Linked DNA regions of Mus musculus: regions 2, 3, 4 and 5 are each linked to region 1. The links are chromatin contacts, called in public HiChIP or PLAC-seq, capture Hi-C and promoter capture Hi-C maps. All regions are on one chromosome and are shown on one strand. The core of a region is the stretch at or near the end of the contact, and the rest is flanking DNA. Distances in the headings are between cores, read along the strand shown.

Region 1 (3,586 bases), core at 650-3,149:
ACCCTTGAGACCATGGAGGGAGTACAGAGGGACAGGATCTTTGGTAGAAAGAGTGTAAAAGTGCATGAGGGTCCGGGGGAGGAAAGAGCGGCTAGGAAGGATATTCTCGGCTGTATTCCAGGTAGGAGGGAACGAGGACCCTCGTCAATGCCTTCTTTGGCTCCTTTAGAAGGCAACAGTGTCGTCGTCAGCAGCAGCAGCAGCAGCAGAAGCAAAGAGAAACCCCTGAACAGCAAATGCCATGGGTACTTTCAGAAGGCTTTTCTGGGAAGTTCTAAGCAAAGCCACTGTCAGCTCTCTAGAACTCTAGCTGGCAGCTGTGGCAGATCCACATGAATGTACATCTTCAGCTAACAAGGCAGCAGGCTCAGTTTCTGTTCCTCTTCCTGGCGCCGCGGGCTTTAGATTCAGGCTAAGGAGAGCCCGAAAGGTTGAGTGTAGGGCGGGCAGCTTCCTCTGTATCAAACCAGCCTGGCTGGATACTTGGTGACCCCACCCTCCGGAGGATCAAGAGAAGCTAACCCTAGTCTACTGAACGAAGACCCAACAGATAGGGGTAGACTGCCAATCTCCGGTTTGATAACAAGAAAGGAAAGGGAGACAGCTGTGGAGATGATTCGGTGCAGATGAGCAAGCTTGAGGCCCCGAGTTTGGATCTCTAGCGCCTAAAAGCCAGGTCTGGCTCCAGCTACCTGTAGACCCTCCACTGTGTGGGGTGGGGCAGAGAAAGGAGTTTCACTGGGCTTGCTGAACACCTAGTCTAGATGAAAACAGCCAACCCCAGCTTCAGTTAGGGGCCACCTCAAGGGAACAACGGACATGAAAAAAGCAAGACACTGGCTGGAACTCCTGTGGCTTCTGCATGCACCCGCACCACACCCAGACACGCAAAAGCAAGCACAGGCAGCTGTAGCTTGCTGACCTCCATTCTTGTCATTTTAATATTATTTTAAAATCATCGCACCGACACAGTTAAGTGTTCTAAGATACCCATTCAGAAAATGTTATGAGCCTGTGTTACATAGCGCAAAGGGCAGATGGAGTTGGCCCTCCAACACATTTGTGGTACCCGACGACCTGTTTCCAAACAACTCAGACACCCATCGCCTTCGAGAGCCACCCAGCCTAAGTAGCAACACCCCACCACAGGGCACAGGACACACCACGTATTTTTCATCTTTTTCAGTTAGGGAAGGTGTCCAACTTTGTGTCTCCTCTCCTAGACTAGAGTCCTGGGTTCCCTTCCGGAGACACTCCGTGTGTTTACAGGCATTTGAGTTTATTTGCCTCAGGTGACGCTCACTCAAGACAAGGGCGGCGGTATCCTCCCAGCTGCAAGTATGTTGTGATCAGGGGTGAAACTGGGGTCAGGAGAGCCGGAGATAGGAACAGCGTCCCTGGGCTTCGTGGGACGGGTCCCCCAGATGGCCGGGTTCCCTCCCGTGCCCTCCCGGCGGGGATTTCCGCGGGTGGCAGGGTTTTCTGGGATCCCGTCACGACTGTCGGTTAGCGCTGTGACACGACCCGTAGACCCCGCCGAGGGAACCCACTGCGCTCTCGGGTCCCCAGGAGCTGGCTGCGACCGTTGCCGGCGTCCCGCTGACGGCTCAGGGCCAGCGACCCCTCCTAAGTCTGGCCCCGATTAAAGTAGCCACAGGGCTCCATCCTTTCCGCCCCTAAACCCGACAACCGGTCCTCGTCCCCCGCAGTGCATGCCGGGGCGGGGGACGGGAAGATTAAGCCAGGAACGGTCACCTGTAACCACGGTTGGTGGCCCGCGGCGGGATGCGGTAGACGTGGACCTCCGGCTTGACACACAGAACAGACTCGTACTCACTCTCCTCCATCTCTATCGCCCGAGCCCTCGGGACTTCCGGCTTCTCCCCGCCCCTTCAGGACCGGAAGTGATGCGACTCTATGACCAAGTTCTGTCTAGAGCGGAAGCTCCGGGGGACCCCCCGATCGCTCCCGAGTGCCCTCTGCCGGGCGCCTCAGATCAGACCGTGAAGCGATTGCTCTCTGCTGCTGTGGGACCTGAGAAGCTCGAGATGCCGCTGATCTGAGCCTAATCCCGAACCTGGTTGTAGTTCAAACTCTATACCCTAGACCAGGGTGGCTGATATGCAAGATACCCTGCAGCCCTGCCCTTCTGACGGAATGTCCTTGTCCCCGCCAATCCCAGAAGGTTCTCAGAGGCTTCTGGAGGAATCTCGCTCCACAACTTTTTATAACCTACTATGTGCGCAAGGCCCCAGTGGCTTAGCGCAACAGGAGTACAAATCAAAGTTGTGAACCAAAGTTCCTGGTTGTCTTTGCTGTGAAGAGACACTATGACCAAGGCAACACTTACAAAAAGAAATCCTTTCATTGGGGGCTTGCTTACAGTTTCAGAGGCTTAGTCCATGATTAGCATGCGGGAGAGCATGGCGGCATGCAGGCAGGCGTGATACCAGAGAAGCAGCTGAGAGCTGTACGTCATGATCCTGGTGGGGGTGGAAGGGCCACAGCACACAGGGATGGGGCGGGAGGAAGGGGAGCACGGACGACAGTGACCCGGGCCTGATACGGGCTTTTGGAAAACTCAAAGACCAAACCCCCATCACAGCTTTTCCAACGAGGACACACCTCCTAATCCTTCCACGAGGTTGATCACTTGTGAAAAGCTAGAATAAGGCAGATTGGGAGGCGAATTGATTTTGAGTTATCTTGACCCTCTAAATAGCCATTTATTGGCCACCTCTGTATGTGACCTAAGATCCTTGTGACTATTAGGTAAATCCTTTGGAAGGTACAAATGCCAGCTTTCACCAATAAAGGCTAAGAATGTCATCAGATAGCAAGTAAGGGCCATAAATGATGTTTCCCGGCTTTGCGGTGACTCACCTGCCTGAGGTCTCCACCAACGGTTTGAAAAATGCCTCGGTTTGATGTTTGTTTTGTTTTGTTGATTTTTTGGGTTTTTTGTTTTTGTTGGTTTTTTTTGAGACAGGGTTTCTCTGTGTAGCCCAGGCTGTCCTGGAACTCATTTTGTAGACCAGGCTGGCCTCAAACTCAGAAATCCACCTGCCTCTGCCTCCCGAGTGCTGGGATTAAAGGCGTGTGCCACCACGCCTGGCTCAGTTTTTTGGTTTTTCGAGACAGGATTTCTCTGTGCAGTCCTGGCTGTCCTGGAACTCACTCTGTAGACCAGGCTGGCCTCGAACTCCGAAATCTGCCCGCCTCTGCCTCCCAAATGCTGGGATTAAAGGTGTGCGACACCACGGCCGGGCTAATGCCTCGGTTTATAACTATTTTTTCATCACTGTGGTGGTCTGAATGGGAATGGCCCCCATAGGCTCATAATTTTGAATGCTTGGTCATTAGGAATTGGCACTACTTGAGAGGAACTAGGAGGTGTGGCCTTGGAGTGGGTGTGGCCTTTTGGAGGAAGTATATTATTGGGGGTGAGCTTTGAGGTTTCAAAAGTCAAAGCCAGTCCCAGTGCCTTTCTCTTCCTGCTGCCTGCAGATCCAGATGGAGAATGTTCAACTACTTCTCCAGCACCATGTCTGCCTGCGTGCTGCCATGCTTCCCGCCTTGATGATAA
Region 2 (3,586 bases), core at 623-3,122, 480 kb after region 1:
CCTTTTCTTCCTGACTTGCTTTTGGTCATGGTGTTTCATCGTAGCAATAGAAACCCTAACTAAGACAGAGACAAGCAGGACAATCAAGAATTCAAGACCAGGGCTGGAGAGATGGCTCAGTGGTTAAAAGCACTGACTGCTGCTGAGTCAAATCCCAGCAACCACATGGTGATCTGATGCCATCTTCTAGGGTGTCTGAAGACAGCTACAATGTACTTACATATAAATAAATCTTTAAAAGGAAAAGAATTGAAGACCAGCCTTTATTCTCCAGTGAGTTTCAGGACAGTCTGGGCTACATGAGACCCTGTCTGCACAATAATGACTCCATGCGTTGTAATTATCTATTACATCACACAGTTGTTTTTATTTTTATCCTGTCAAATGAGATAAAGTCAACGCACACCTCTGCAATCCAGAGGTCAAATTCAGATCGTGAAGCTTAATTCATCCCAGTTCCCACAGTGGGAGAACTGAGTCCTGAGAGTTGGTTGCCCTCTGACCTTGCACACACCGTGGCATGTGCACACCGCCGCTCAAACGTGCACATACATGATAATGATTTTGTTAAAGGTGGACAACTGTTCCTAAAGAATGATGTCAAGGTCGTCCTCGGGCCTCCACTGCCTGTGCACACCCTCATATGGGGCGTTCACACATACAAGCACCACGGGCACGTATCGAAGAGAAAGAGAATGGTATATGGCCCTATGAAAAGAACTGTTAAAGGTCAAGAAGACACTTAAGTCAAGCAGGAGCGCATCAGAAATTAAGTCCCAGAGTACACGATACTGCCGGCACGGGGTGTTAACATGCTATATAACTTCTTTGTTTGTTTGCTTTTTTTTGGTTTGCTGTTGTGATATGGAGTTTCTCTATGTAGTACAGGCTGGCCCCAAACTCAAAGAGATCCTCCAGCTTCTCCCTCCCTAGTGCCGGGATTAAAGGCGAACGCCACCATGAGCTGCTCAGCAGTGAGTCTTTAAAAAAAGGAGAAAAGGTCAGAGTGATCCCTCACTTCCTCTTCTGACCTCTGTGGGTTCCCAGGTATGTCCACACACATGCACATGCACATTATACACATGCGCGTGCGCGCGCGCGCGCACACACACACACACACACACACACACACACACACACACACAGAGTCAGTGCATTCTCGTGTCCTTCATTGCTAAGCTGCTAAACTCTGCAGGCTGCTTCCTCATCTTCTGACACTTGGGTCCTGAGCGATCCTGCAAGGGGAGAATCGACTGAGGGCACCGTTTTCCCGTTCCCTCCTTTCAGCACCGGAGAATAAGACGTTATACAATTAGCCAAAATCACATGAGAGGGTTCGGGGGAACAGTTTAGGATTAAATTTAGGAACTGAGACATTAGGAACTCTTTGGGGTTCCCATATGTCTTCCTAAGTGTGGCAACGCGGGGATGCTTAATTAGACTACCTGCTGTTACCCAGCACCAGGCCTTTTAGGATTAATTAGGAACAAACGCCCAGTTCTCAGAAAACTGCAGAAGCCAATTGCAGGCTGAGGGAAGAGGTTTGCTGAGTAATGCTGACGGGTCTCCTTCCTGTAAAGCCAGAAGCCCGGTGCGTGTTCTAATTGGCCCCAGCAGATTTTTCTAGGCGATTGTGCAATGGTGAAGCCAAGCATTTAGCCCCTGGGGATCTCGGCTATTTACTGTGAAATTTCTCTCCACCACCTGATGTGAGAGTCTGCCTGTACTGGTTTCCTGTGGCCCAATTCTGGGTCACGTTGTAAGGCGGTGCCCACGTGATCTTAACCTACTTTGTCGTCGTCGTCCCCCCCCCCAACCCCCACCCCACCGTGCCTCAGCAAATAACAGCTGCGGCGACGCCCACAAAATATGGCTGCCCTCAGAGCAACCCCAGTTCACCTTGCTTTGTGCACAGGGCACCTTTCCATCTGAAGGGCCTCAGCGCCTTTGCAAGCTCTGATTATGCTCGACAAACACCTCACTGGGTCGGAGCGGCAAGCCCTGCCAGTCCCGTTTTCTGATTGGACATCTTGGAATGCATCTCTTCTGCCCTCAGAGGAAGGACAGACCTGGATCAGGAGCCTAGCTCCGCTCACTTGCTTACTGGTCGCCTTTGCGCCCGTGAGAACTACTGGACCCAGCGCTGTGCGTCCCCGGGACTCTGCAGACAAAAGTGTCTGTGGGCGCCTCTGAAAGCCCGGCCTGGCTTATGCCAGCCACTGCCTCGGCCTCTTTGCCTTTAGTCGGGCTAAATGGCTTTTGTGCTAGAATTCCCTTGTCAAAAAGAAAAAGGAAATCTTTGCATCTATACTAGCGTGGATGCATGTGCCGTCCTCACGGGCATTTCCAGCCCCTTTCTGACCTTTTCTTTTCCTTTCCCCTCCTCTCTCACCGCACTCCCTTTTGGTGCCATTCAGGGTGGACTTTGGACTCAGGCTGGCTAGTGCTGCCCCCTGGAGGTAGCAGGTGTACCTGCGGGAGGAAGAACCCAGGTAGCATAGAGGTCATTGTCCTAAAACTTTTGTTGTACTTTACGGTTTTGGTTTTGAGACGAGTTTTCAAGGGTGACCTGGAACTCCCTGTATAACCCAACAGTATCTCCAGCTAGCCTCAAACTTGAAGCAGACCACTGACCTCAAACCCTCAAAAGCTGGGATTTCAGGAACAAACCACCAATACCCAACCCCACTCTTTTCTGGTTTTGTCTTTTAAGATTTGTTATTTTATTTTATTTCATGTATGCATGCGCACCGCGTGCACGCCCAGGGCCCTCAAAGGCCAGAAGAAGTTGTCAAGAGCCCCTGAAACTGGAGTTACAGGTGTGAGCCTCCAGGTGGGTGAGAGGAACTGAACCCGGGTCCTCTCTGCAAGAGCAGCAGGTACTCCTAACCACTGAGCCGTCTCTCCAACCCTGCTTCTTTGTCTGTGTTTTGGTTTGTTAGTTTTTGTTTTTAATTAATTGATTTATTTTGAGACAGAATCTCTCTATAGAACCTTTGACTGTCCTAGAACTCACTCTGTAGAGCAGGCTGGCCTTGAACTCTTGAGAGCCTCCTGTCTCTGCATCTCAAGTGCAGGGATTATAGGCCTCTGTGCCACCATTGCCCAGCTGGGTTTTTTGTTTGTTTTGTTATTAAGAAAAAAAAATGTAGATACTGCCAGACTTGAAGACACACTCCTATAATGCTACCACAGCTGCTTGTGGCACCAGCTGCAGGAACTCCGATGCCATTTTCTGAACTCCAAGGGACAAGGGGGCCTGCACTCAGGTGCATATTCACCCAGATACATACATACATACATCTTTTGTTTTGTTTTGTTTTCCCAGGACAGGGTTTCTCTATGTAACAGCTCTGGGTGCACTGGAACGTGCTTTGTAGACCAGGCTGGCATTGAACTCAAAGATCCTCTTCTCTGTCCCTGCAATGCTGGGATTAAAGGTGTGCACCCCCCGACCCCAGCAATATATACTCATAATTTTAAACATGAATTCTCTCTCTCTCCCTTAGGCAGGGTCTCACTTTGTAGCTCTGGCTGGCCCAGAACTCACCAAGATCTGCTTGCCTCTGCTTGTATTTGATTGAGG
Region 3 (3,586 bases), core at 340-2,839, 300 kb before region 1:
ACCGTGTGCTAAGCGCGGGGGTGCAGGCTTGCTCCCAGAGCTGGGAGGCAAAGGCAGGTTGAGCCCATGCCCTGAGAAGGGCAGAAGTTCTTCCAAGACCTCATGCAAGCGGCACAAGCTGCTGTCCCCCTCTACCCCCCGCAGTACAGCCCTCCCATTCTTGTATTCCCTTCTCACGGACGGGACATGCCCCAGTCTTGGCTCTTCCCGGGGGACAAACACCCACATTTTCATCAACACCCCTGTCTGATCAAATGCTCAGATCTCCCCATTTGAAAACCTCCATCAGGATCAGCAAGATGGCTCGGTGGACAAAGGCGCCTGCTGCCAAGCCTGCCGACCTGAGTCCTGGAGCTCACATGGTGAGAGGAGAGCTGACTCCCACAGGCTGGCTGCCGACCTCGGTACACAGAGCCTGAGGAATGACACCTGAGTTTGTCCTGGCCTCCGCAGGCTCCCACACACCCCTGCATCTACAGACAATAAGAGCACTTGTGACCTAGACTTAAGGCGAGAGCTAGCCTGGGATCCTGGCGAGGATGCTGGGCTAGCTCTGGCCTCTGGCCTCTACTCGGCACCCACTTTCAAGCAGCTTGTCCTCTGGGAGTGGGCGCCTCTGATGATACCAGGCTTTCCCTTCCTTGTGTCCTCAGCCTCTCACCAGTGGCCTGTGAGCCACCCAGACCGCCAGTGCTTTCCTGCTGCTGGGGTCAGACAGTCACTGACCCACTGACCCTGGGCACCTCCCAGAGGCCTTTATGGACATCACTTGGGTCACGATGCCCAGCTCTGTGGGGGAAGCTGCTGCAATTCCCACATGAAAGGCTGCATCAGACTCCACCCACGAGGCTTCCTCCATTGTCCTAGGTGACCCGGAACCTGGCAGAGGTCACAGTGCTCAGTAAGTACTCAGGTTATATTTGTTGAATGTACAAGGGAATGGAAAAAATGAACAACAAATGAACTGTTGGGGATCTGATCTGCCCAGTACTGTACAGAGTACCTAACAAACAGTACCTCAGAGTATTTAACAAACAACACCACGGAATACCTAACAAACAGCACTGTGGAGTACCTAACAAACAGCACCTCAGAGTACTTAACAAACAGCACCATGGAGTACTTAACAAACAGCACCATAGAGTGCTTAACAAACACATTTGGAGTTGCCACACTTAATCCTTAAAGTCATTTCATGAGGTAAGGTAAATCAGGCCCAGCTGCCCAAGCCCTCCCCACCGTCAGCCTACAGCAGGGACTGTTTCTCCCTTGTTAGGCAGCCCTGTAATTCCTTGCATTGAGTGCCAGGCAGTTGTATTTATACCTCACAGAGAACTAATTGGCACGATAGGCCCCACACCTCTGGCTTATCTCTCTAGCAGATCTCTTGCCCAGAACCTGAGCTGGGCCAGCAGCGCCCAGCTCCTGCCTGCCCCAAACTGCCCCCACAGGCCCAGGATCTCTGCCCCTCTCACCCGCGGACATCCAGCGGGGTCGCTGTGCCCACCACACACACGGCGTGAGTGGGCTGCTCGGGGGCCACGTGGATCACCGCGCCTTGGGCCATCCTTGCTCGCTCGGTCAGCAGGCAGCAGGAAGCCCCTGGGCTGGTTCCTTTATAGTGCCAGGCGAGCCCATGAGTCAGCACCTGCCCTGCCCCGGAGGCCCAGCCCCTCTCCACTCAGGTGCCCCAGTGGCTGCACAGCCTCCTCTACCCTGGGCCACCCAGGACCCCCCCACCCACCCATGGGTGTCCACAGTGAAGCCTGCAACAGCAGAAGAGTGGGGCACTCGGAAGCCTGTGAGGGGAGAGCACAGGCTATGCCCTTAGCCACCCCTGCCTGGGCCAGGACTGCACATCTTGCCCAAGCACACTTAACAAGACATTGGAAAGAAGGGGAGAAAGGCAGGAGAAGGCTAAACAGAAGGCTATTCTGGGCGTGGCTGAGGTCGCCGCCCTACCCCCCACTCTTCTCTTCGGGACTTGCTCTCCGCTGAAATGCTCCCAGGACAGTCTGTGAAACTCAAGCTGTTGCAGTCCCTTCCCCCACTTCATCCTTGAAGCATCTCTGAGGTCAGCTCACATCATCACACCCACTTTCCAGATGAAGAAACTGAGGCCCAGGGTAGAGGAGGCTCTGCAGCCAGTAAGGATTTGAACAGAAGCTGGCCACAGGGTAGGGCCTTTATTAGCAGTCTGTCCTGGTGACGTGGTCTTTTCAAACCTTAAGACAAAGGCTTCTCACTGTAACACCAAGCATCCGAGGGCAGTTGACTGCCAGCCCATTTTATAGAAGGGAAAGCTGAAGCACAGAGAGGAAAAAGTAGTGGGGGCCATGGGCACGGCTGGGAGGGGAAACCATGTTACCCAACCTAGAGGTGAGGTTTGCTGCATACCCTGGGTATCTGCCTCTACAGGACCTCCCCCAGAAGACCAGATGGTGCGGGTGTGGGCCGCGCCCGCCCTGAGGGCACTCATGAGGGCTCTGCACCTGGTGCCAGGGCTGTCTGCTCATGGGGTGAACTGGGGGTGGGGATGACAAGTCCTAACAGGGAGCACCCAGAGAGGGTGTGTCTGTCTCGGAGGCTGCCGAGAGCACAGGGTGTTTGGGGGGCTGTAGGGTCTCCTTTGGCTCCACATCAAAGGCCGCAGGATTCGGTAGACCTGAGCCCATGGCCTCCTGGCCAGCGTCCCCAGAGCTCAGCACATGTGTGTGCTGGACAGGAGGCTACTGGGGGTCTGAGAGGCCAAAAAAAGGCTCCTGGGTCCCGTGATCCCTAAATAGGAGTTAGGACCAGGGTCCCTTTCTGTCCTCAGGGGGTTTGGTACAGGAGCCAGGCCACCAGCCATAGTATAAAGACATGGTAGGAGTCTGTTTTGTCCCTCCTGTCCCTCCACCATGTGAGTCCTGGGCATTGAACCCCAGGTCACCAAGCTTTCTGGCAAATATCATCTCCCTGGTCCCCAGCCTGATTTTTTTTTATTTTTATTTTTTGTTTTTTTCAAGACAGGGTTTCTCTGTATAGCCCTGGCTGTCCTAGAACTCACTCTGTAGACCAGGCTGGCCTTGAACTCAGAAATCCGCCTGCCTCTGCCTCCCAAGTGCTGGGATTAAAGGTGTGCGCCACCACCGCCCGGCCCCTGAGTTTTGAGACAGGATCTCTCATTGGCCGCAACCCACGAAGTCCACTCTGCTGGCTTCCAGTGAGTCCCAGAAGAATGTGTTTCTGCTTCCTCAGCGCTGGGATTCAAGTGTGGGCCTCCACCCCGCAGGGCCTTACATATGTGTGACACACATGTGCACATCTGTGTGAGTGTGCATGAGCCCTCGTGAGAGCACAGAGAAGCCATGGCACAGTGTTGAACATCTTCCTCCGTTGAGAGTTATTTGATGTTTTGAGACAGGGTCTCTTACTGAACCCTGATTGGCTGGACTTGCTGACTCTACAAATCGCTTGTCTCTGACTCACAGGTCCCGCCACTGCACCTGCCTTTTTAAGTGGGTGTCGGGGAGCCAAATGCAGATCCTCCGGCTTGCAAGGCAAGCACTTCACTGACTGAGCCGTCACCCCAGACTTACCCACG
Region 4 (3,586 bases), core at 402-2,901, 290 kb after region 1:
AGGCACATCCTTACATATACTTTATATTCTTCCCCCTTATCTTTTTTGAGGCAGGGTCTCATGTAACCCAGGCTGACCTTGAACTCACTACGTAACCAAAGATGACCTTGAACTTCTGACCACCCTGATTCTACCTCCCAAGTGGTGGCATCCCTGCTCCTGTGCACTGTAAGTCACCGGTCTCGGGGCTATCTGTGATGCATGCCCCCTGTTGTCCTGTGTTGTGTATGGAGCAGTGATATTCATGTGTTTTCCTTTCAGATTCAGTTGTGGGTTTAAGTAACACTGTCTATATGAGCCAGGTCTCCATTTACACCTAGGTCTTAAAGCACCAGAGACAGCATGGGGCCACCTCCACTCTGACTTTACTCAATAGCTCGAGTCCCCAGCCCTGGGCAGCCCCAGCAGGCCTGGCTTCTGCTCTGCACAGGGTCTTCAAACCCTTGCTCTAAGCCATATTCATCCCCCAGGGCTGTCTCTAGTGATACAGGGCTGGTAAACAGACCCATTGACTCCTCTGTCTGGAAACAGGAATGTCCAAGGATGGGGTGAGGTGACATTTACCTCAGATACAGGGTGCTTCAGGCCTGGCAAGGTTTGTCACAGCACATCTGACCACTCTCTCCAGGATCCTAAATGAGTGCATGTGAATGCACACAGTGCATATGTGTGAGAAGAGGAACACACACACACACACACACACACACACACACACACACACACACACACGCTAACAGCCATACAAGTGCCAGCAATTAGCCTCCACTATTCCATGACAGAAGTTCCTAGGTAGGGTTTGCCTATACTTCCTTGCTCCAGAGGAGCCCTGGGAGGTAGCCTACCTTCTTGCATGAGACCGCTTATCTAGCCAGGAGGCCACTAATGCAGTGTCTTGGTCCTCCCTCAGAACTCCCTCCCTGGACCAGCATCCTCCCATAAGCAGGTGACTATCAAAAACCCCTGACCTGGAGGCTGGCGAGATGGCTCGGCAGGTTAAAGGTACTTACCAGGAAGTCTGGTTACCAAGTTTGATCCCTGAGACCCACATAGTGGAAAGAAAGAATAGAGTCCCGTCCCCCCCCACCCGCCACCCCAAGTGTACTTTGATCCCTCTCTCTCTCTCTCACACACACACTAAAAATAAAGCTCAGGGCCAGACAGTGGTGGTGCACGCCTTTAATCCCAGCACTTGGGAGGCAGAGGCACGCATACTTCTGAGCTCGAGGCCAGCCTGGTCTACAAACTGAGTTCCAGGACAGCCAGGGCTATTCAGAGAAATCCTGTCTCGAAAAGCCAATAAAATAAAATAAAACAAAATAAAATAAAACAAAACAAAGCTCGATCTTGCTCATTGTGCACAGTGGGATGAGGCTCATCTTTGCAGAATTCCCCTTCCCAGCCCTTTCCCCTGACCTTGAGCTCCAGAAAGCAGGCGCTACTCAGATTTGAAACTAGAAGTCTTCCTTACAGGGCCGAGTCCTGTTACTTTGGTTTGCCTTACTTTGGTTAGCGACAACAGGTACACTGGCACAGAGGGGGCGGGGCGCACCCCAGCCCCGCCCCCTCCGCGCTCCCCGGGTCCCCGCCCGCCGCGGTGTCGCCCGGCCTTGGCAGCTGCGGGCGCGGCGCGAGGCGATCCGGACGCGGCAGCGGGGACTAGGAGCGAGAGGAGGGCGAGCCGCGCAGCCCCGGCCCACGGAGACATGAGCGCGCGGCCGCCCACCGCACCCCAGGCGCAGTGGCCCAGCCCCGCCGCCCCGTGATGGGATCCTGTGTGTCGCGAGGTGAGGACAGGGCGGCCCGGGACGCAGCGAGAAGCGGGGGGCGGGGGGGGGGGCACCAGCGCTCCGCTCAGGGAAGCCAGGGTGGGTGTCCGCCCTTCATGGATCAGCCGCGCCCCAGAGGACACGGTGCGCCCCACGGGGACAGAGCTCGGGAGGGGGGCGAGCAGCGCGCAGAGGGGACGGAGGTCTCCGCACCCCACGCCCCACTCGGCACCCGGCAGGTGGCATGAAGCAAGGTCCGGTGCCATGCTTTCTTCCCCGCAGCTACACGCCTCCTGCAGTGTGCCTGAGAGGGGAGGGAGCCTTCCTATTTTTTCTGGTCCTCTTATGGGCCACTGAGCTCCAGGAAGACCTCGCTCCCGCTCAAGATGCCGGCAGGCCTTTTTAAGCCAGGATCCCATTTCTCCTCTCAGGGTGCCTGTGTCTTTAGCCCCAGAACCCTACCCCCACCCCACGCAGGAAGGGGTCAGTAGGGATGAACAGGTTATCAAGGCTCCCTCTTCCCCACCCTCATCCCTAACTCCATCCCCACCCCCACCCCTGCTCAGGGGACAGGAGAGGACAGAGGACAGCTGATGCTCCCAGTAACCCCTGGGCCTTTGTCTCTCACCTGGCACCTTGGCCATTCCAAGGTGATTCCAGAGAACTGGAGTGACTGTCCCTCATCTGTGGGGTTTGGGGAGAGCACTGTCTGTAAATGGGTGTGTGTGTGTGTGCATAGGATCTTTCATAGATGCTGTGGGGAGGGAATATTTGTATTTGGAGTAATATTTTAGGAGAGGTTGCGGAGTATGGGGACATGCCTGCACTCAGAAAGTGGAAGATCAAGAGCTCAAGGCCAGCATCCACAGCATAGAGAATTTGAGGCCAACCTGGGCTACATGAGAGCCTGTGTCAAAAAAAAAGCAAACACCTCAAAAGAGGTTGGGTCATGCCGGGAGTGGTGGTGCACGCCTTTAATCCCAGCACTTGGGAGGCAGTGGCAGGTGGATTTCTAAGTTCGAGGTCAGCCTGGTCTACAAAGTGAGTTCCAAGACAGCCAGGGCTATACAGAGAAACCCTGTCTCAAAAAACCAAAAAAAAAAAAAAAAAAAAAAAAGAGGTTGGGCCATTGTCCCACTTGGGAGTCTTACCCACTGTGGGAGCAGGGGGCGGGGCCAGGAGTGAGAGTGTACAGAGGTCAAGTCTACTCACCTCAGCCCCAAGGTCTTGCAAGACTGACATTGTATTGGTCACTGGTAATTTACCCAGACAGAGAAAGGTAAAATGGCCTTAGAGTGGGCTGGCAGGCCCCCTGGGGACACCCCAGGAGGGGGTGTTGGAATGTTGGAAGCAGCCCTCTCCCATTCTCTGGACTTTGAGGGCTTCCTCAGGTTCCCGGGGGAGTGTTGAGGGAAGTGACTCAGGGGGTCCCCGGAAGGTGACAGCAGGAGGGACAGGAGGAGCATGGTCAGGCTGTATGAAGTTGGTTCAAGTTGATTGGGGGTGACGAGGTACTTCCTGAGTGTCAGGCACCACGTTAGAAGCAGCTGGGAAAATCCAGTATGGCTCCTGGTCTGTTGAGACCTGAGGAACCCAGCCTGGCATCTGGCCAATGGGACAGTTCTCAGAGTGGAAAGCCCTGAAGGGTCTTTTAGGTCTACTCTCAGAGTCTGAGCTGTCCCCAGAAGCCCCAACGACTCATGGATGGCCTTCCATGAAGGCAGTTGTGGGTGTGAGGTATCTGGATATTTTTTCCTTAGTGACCAGGTCCCTTCTCCACCCCTTGGCCAACCCATGCCGGAGTGCACTGGCCCGTGAGC
Region 5 (3,586 bases), core at 592-3,091, 270 kb before region 1:
AGACACAGGTCATCTCTGCAACCCTCACTGGACAGCGCCTGGCCGACACTAGAACAACCCTTCACTTCTGAGCATCCCCAGGACGGCTGTACACCAACGCTCAAAGAAGCCCATGCCCCGTGAGTGTGATACTCTATTTCCCAGGGGGATTGGCCATCACTATGTGCAGAAATCCTAGAAAACACCAAAGCCCTGCCACCACCCATGACTGCCCCATCCCCAGTCTTCTTGGTGAATCCCCATCATGGCCCTAGTCACTCAAGTTACCCCCAGCCCAGCGGCTTGCCTCCCACCCAGCCCATCCTCCACCCTCGAAGGCACCTCTGAGAGGAGCAGGAGAGGGAGGGGGAGGAGAAGCTATCCCCAGCTCCCTGGACAAGTCAAACCGGAGATATATCTACCCAATGGGCACAAGGCAGCTGGGCAGTGAGTCACCCCTATGGGCACGCAGCCCTGGAGCAGGCTGTGGCGCCAGGCAGCATCCATCCCACTTCCTGTCCTGCCCGAATCTTTGGAAGCTAAAGCTACAGAGACTCCCCTCTGCATATCTCACAGTCCACCTACCCGCAGCCAGGAGCTAGCTCCTGGCATGCAGCTTATCTCGGACTTGGTTATCTCCTGTGACTGGCAGCTCACTCCTTCCCTCCCTACCTCAGACCCCAACCGATTTCACTCCACACTTGAAACTCTTACTTCTGGATGTTTGTTCTCAAAGGGTGTGAAACTTTGGCCCCTGGGGCATACCTGACAACGTCTGAGTTTTGGCTGGCCCAGCAGGGTTGGGAGCACTGTCGGCCCCTGGCAAATGAAGACCAAAGATGATTCTCACAGTGTTACAGTGAGTGGCACAGTCCCGCAGGGACTTCTGGTGGCCCAGTGCTGAAGCCACATCCAAGATGGGGGCAGGAAGGTCTGAGAGGTGACACCCTGATCCCTGCATCCTTGGAATCTCCTCAGCTCAGTCTCAGAGCTGGGACTCAAAAGCCTAAGAAACCAGCCCCGGTCCTACAAAACCCCTAGCCAAGCCACCCTGGCCCACAGCAGCCACAGCGCATAGGTGATGAGTGACCGTGGATCTGAAGCCCTGGGGCTCCAGGGGCTGGGCAGCTAGACACGAAGTCCTTAGTAAGTCTACAGTGGGCTCAAAGCTCAGCTTTGCCTCCAGGTGACATGGGCTAATGGCTCAACCTCTCTGTGCCACCACTGGTACTTTGTGAACATCACCTGAGATAGTGTTAACGTCAGGGCTCTTGTCAGGGTGGAGTCTGAGAAACTGTGACCAGCTCTGGGGACAGAGCTTGGCACCTTAAGTGCTAGGTCCGTGAGTAGATGTGGCCTTTTAAGAAATGACTTGATTCTCCCTGTGCTCATAAGGGGTTGGAGGATGAGAGTTCAGGTCCCTTCCCTTTCTTGTGACCAGTCTCTTCTAAGGACCCTTAAACCGAGAAATGAGCCCATGGCCCCAGAACTGTCTAAGTCCAATGTACGGAGCTCAGCTCTGCCTGGATCCTCAGGTTCAAAAACCCTGCTGGGAACGGGGCTGACTGCAGGAAGGACCCACGCTTCCCACAGTGGGCAGAGGTTCCCAGGTTAAGACTACAGATGAGGCACCGTAGGCCCAGCCTGTGCCCTGAGGAACACAGCTCCTAGCCGTGAAGGCCCACGGACTCCACACGACGAACCCCAGACCCTCCAGAACCAACTCTTACCCATAAATGTCCACGATGGTCTCAACCCCTGCCACACACACAGCGCTGGTGGGGTGCTCCAGAGACACACGCACAATCCTCTGTAGAGACATGCCGGCCTAGGATGGGGGCTTTGGCCACCAAACCCAGCACTAGCCAGAGGTCCCCCAGGATGTGCCTTTAAAGTACCCAGCTCCGCCCCTCCAGCTCAGGGCGCAAGCTTATTGGCTCTAGCTCTAGAAGCCCAGCCTCTTCTCAGAGGCCAAAGAGCCAATCCTCTCTTCAGGACTGGCCGGAAGGGTTCTGATATTTGCATATGAACCTGGGGCTCCCACCCCAGGGCACCCAAGGAGTTAATTTCTACCTAGAGAGAAAACAAGTCCCCACAGGTGCTTGGCCAGCACATCTGGGGTGGTTAGGGGGAGGGGGAGGGGGAGGACACGCAGGGGAACCCAGGGCTTTGTCCTGGCCTGTCTCTGTCCTCTTGCCTCTGTTTACACTGCTGGAAGGGCCGCTGAGGATGCAGGATGCAAGGCCCCACTTCACCCTGGTGCAGGCAACCGGAAGTGCAGGTGGCCCCTGGATGCTTCATGCAAACCTATGAGAAATGTTGGTCTTGCCTCGCTCCTCCCCCTCTCCCTCCCCCTTTCCCTCTTCCTCCCCTCCCCCCTCCCCCCCGTTCTTCCCCTTCCCCCTGCCTCTTCCCCTCCCCCTTCTCTCCACCCATCTTCCTCTCTTTTTATTCTCTCTCTCTCTCTCTCTCTCTCTCTCTCTGAGTCTCAAATACTCCAAACTCACTATGAGGTTAACAACAGTCTTAAACCTCAGATCCTTCTGCCTCCCAAGCGCTGGGATTACAGATCTGCACCACTCTACTCCATTTTATCTGGTGTTGGAAATCACACCTAGAGCATTGTGTGTGCTAGGCTCTACCAACCGAGCCACATCCCCAGCTTCGCCCCCCTCCCCATCTATATGTATTTCTAGATCGGTCTGATTTTTACATTTCTGGGAGAGGTGGTGCCCACCTGTGCCGTGGCACCTGTGCAGAGGCTGGAGGACTTGTTTCCTCCTACCAGGTCCATTCCAAGTCGTCAGGCTTGGTGGCTAGCACCTTTACCCACTGGGCCACCTTCTTGGACCTCTGCCCGCCTTTCTTAATTAAAAGCTTGGGTTGTAAGACTAGAGAGAGAGTGAGCTTCCTCCTACCTCAGGGTCTTCCTGGTGGCACTTCACACACACACACACACACACACACACACCTTACTTCAGCCCACCACCACCACCAATTGAGCCCTGGCTGAGGGGATCACAGCTGGGCAGTTGTAACGTGGATATGGGCTCACTTTCCTAAGGCTGATGTTGGAGGTCAAACCCTCCCAAGGGGGTAAATGATACAACAGTGACCAATGTCATCAGGACCAAGAATATCAGCGTAGGTTGCCCTCTTGTAGATGGGGAAACTGAGGCAAGAGGTATCTGCAAGAACAAGGACTCTGGGCAGGGGAGTCGGGTTTGATCGGCTGCACCACGTACTGACGGGATTCCATCTCTTCTCCTGGGGCTTGTTTCCTCAGGTCTAGAAAATGTGGCCAGTCACCCGCTCGGGCAGAGATAATGGCTGTGGAGGCTCAGAAGTGCTGAGTAGAGTCCCTCCTCCCAGCTGCTGCCCCCCCAGGGCAGGGCAGGGACCAGAACCCACTCACTTCCTAGGGTCCTCCATTTGCACCAGTCGGAGGCTGACATTTGGAGCCTATGACTGTCCCCTCTGCGGTGGCCCAGGGTATGGAAAGGGCATTCTCCAAAGCAACCCGAACCCAGGGCATCTGGTTTCCAGCAAATGGCGTCAGTGTTAGATAAGAACCAGCACGCTTGATAAAGTTCCAGACATCCTCCCT

Evidence for each region. Promoter capture Hi-C pulls out the DNA fragments that hold promoters and counts their contacts. HiChIP or PLAC-seq counts read pairs in DNA pulled down with a chosen protein or histone mark. Capture Hi-C pulls out chosen DNA fragments and counts their contacts.
Region 2: a contact with region 1 is called in an HNF4G HiChIP or PLAC-seq map of pancreatic cancer cells. The contact joins the enhancer-like site here to the promoter of Necap2 in region 1. A contact is called at or near these places in 1 of 39 promoter capture datasets (hippocampal neurons), 4 of 484 Hi-C or Micro-C datasets (CD4 T cells, the G1E-ER4 cell line, muscle stem cells and 1 more) and 2 of 115 datasets of contacts at active chromatin or transcription factors (microglia and pancreatic cancer cells).
Region 3: a contact with region 1 is called in a promoter capture Hi-C map of pre-B cells. The contact joins the promoter of Padi4 here to the promoter of Necap2 in region 1. A contact is called at or near these places in 4 of 39 promoter capture datasets (HPC-7-derived erythroid cells, cranial neural crest, embryonic stem cells and 1 more), 3 of 15 datasets of contacts at CTCF or cohesin (embryonic stem cells, large pre-B cells and pro-B cells), 5 of 484 Hi-C or Micro-C datasets (embryonic stem cells, palatal mesenchyme and pro-B cells), 15 of 115 datasets of contacts at active chromatin or transcription factors (bone marrow-derived macrophages, embryonic midbrain, embryonic stem cells and 5 more) and 3 of 9 other capture datasets (adipose tissue, embryonic stem cells and liver).
Region 4: a contact with region 1 is called in a capture Hi-C map of macrophages, with 2.3 times the contacts expected there. The contact joins the promoter of Fam131c here to the promoter of Necap2 in region 1. A contact is called at or near these places in 1 of 39 promoter capture datasets (hippocampal neurons), 1 of 115 datasets of contacts at active chromatin or transcription factors (large pre-B cells) and 1 of 9 other capture datasets (macrophages).
Region 5: a contact with region 1 is called in a promoter capture Hi-C map of adipose tissue. The contact joins the promoter of Padi3 here to the promoter of Necap2 in region 1. A contact is called at or near these places in 4 of 39 promoter capture datasets (cranial neural crest, liver, pre-B cells and 1 more), 2 of 484 Hi-C or Micro-C datasets (the G1E-ER4 cell line and palatal mesenchyme), 7 of 115 datasets of contacts at active chromatin or transcription factors (bone marrow-derived macrophages, effector CD8 T cells, large pre-B cells and 4 more) and 4 of 9 other capture datasets (adipose tissue, liver, macrophages and 1 more).

The regions. Positions count from the first base shown.
Region 1 is chr4:141,076,458-141,080,043 of GRCm38.p6, forward strand. It overlaps Necap2 (NECAP endocytosis associated 2), which reads right to left and starts at 1,900. Exons shown (of 8, transcript NM_025383.4): 1 at 1,756-1,900. The coding sequence starts at 1,847.
Region 2 is chr4:141,557,694-141,561,279 of GRCm38.p6, forward strand. No RefSeq gene overlaps it. Among named protein-coding and RNA genes, the nearest start is that of B330016D10Rik, 13 kb to the left of the region's middle. Within about 2 kb of position 1,873, at least 391 of the 459 cell types and tissues checked have an H3K27ac peak or open chromatin away from gene starts, as enhancers often do. A contact at or near this core is called in the G1E-ER4 cell line, hippocampal neurons, microglia and 3 more, where this site is marked.
Region 3 is chr4:140,772,614-140,776,199 of GRCm38.p6, forward strand. Padi4 (peptidyl arginine deiminase, type IV) reads right to left here and starts at 1,590. Exons shown (of 16, transcript NM_011061.2): 1 at 1,476-1,590. The coding sequence starts at 1,567.
Region 4 is chr4:141,366,541-141,370,126 of GRCm38.p6, forward strand. Fam131c (family with sequence similarity 131, member C) reads left to right here and starts at 1,652. Exons shown (of 7, transcript NM_001085513.2): 1 at 1,652-1,784. The coding sequence starts at 1,763.
Region 5 is chr4:140,808,807-140,812,392 of GRCm38.p6, forward strand. Padi3 (peptidyl arginine deiminase, type III) reads right to left here and starts at 1,842. Exons shown (of 16, transcript NM_011060.4): 1 at 1,710-1,842. The coding sequence starts at 1,801. Gm13032 (predicted gene 13032) reads left to right here and starts at 2,187. Exons shown (of 3, transcript NR_045944.1): 1 at 2,187-2,297.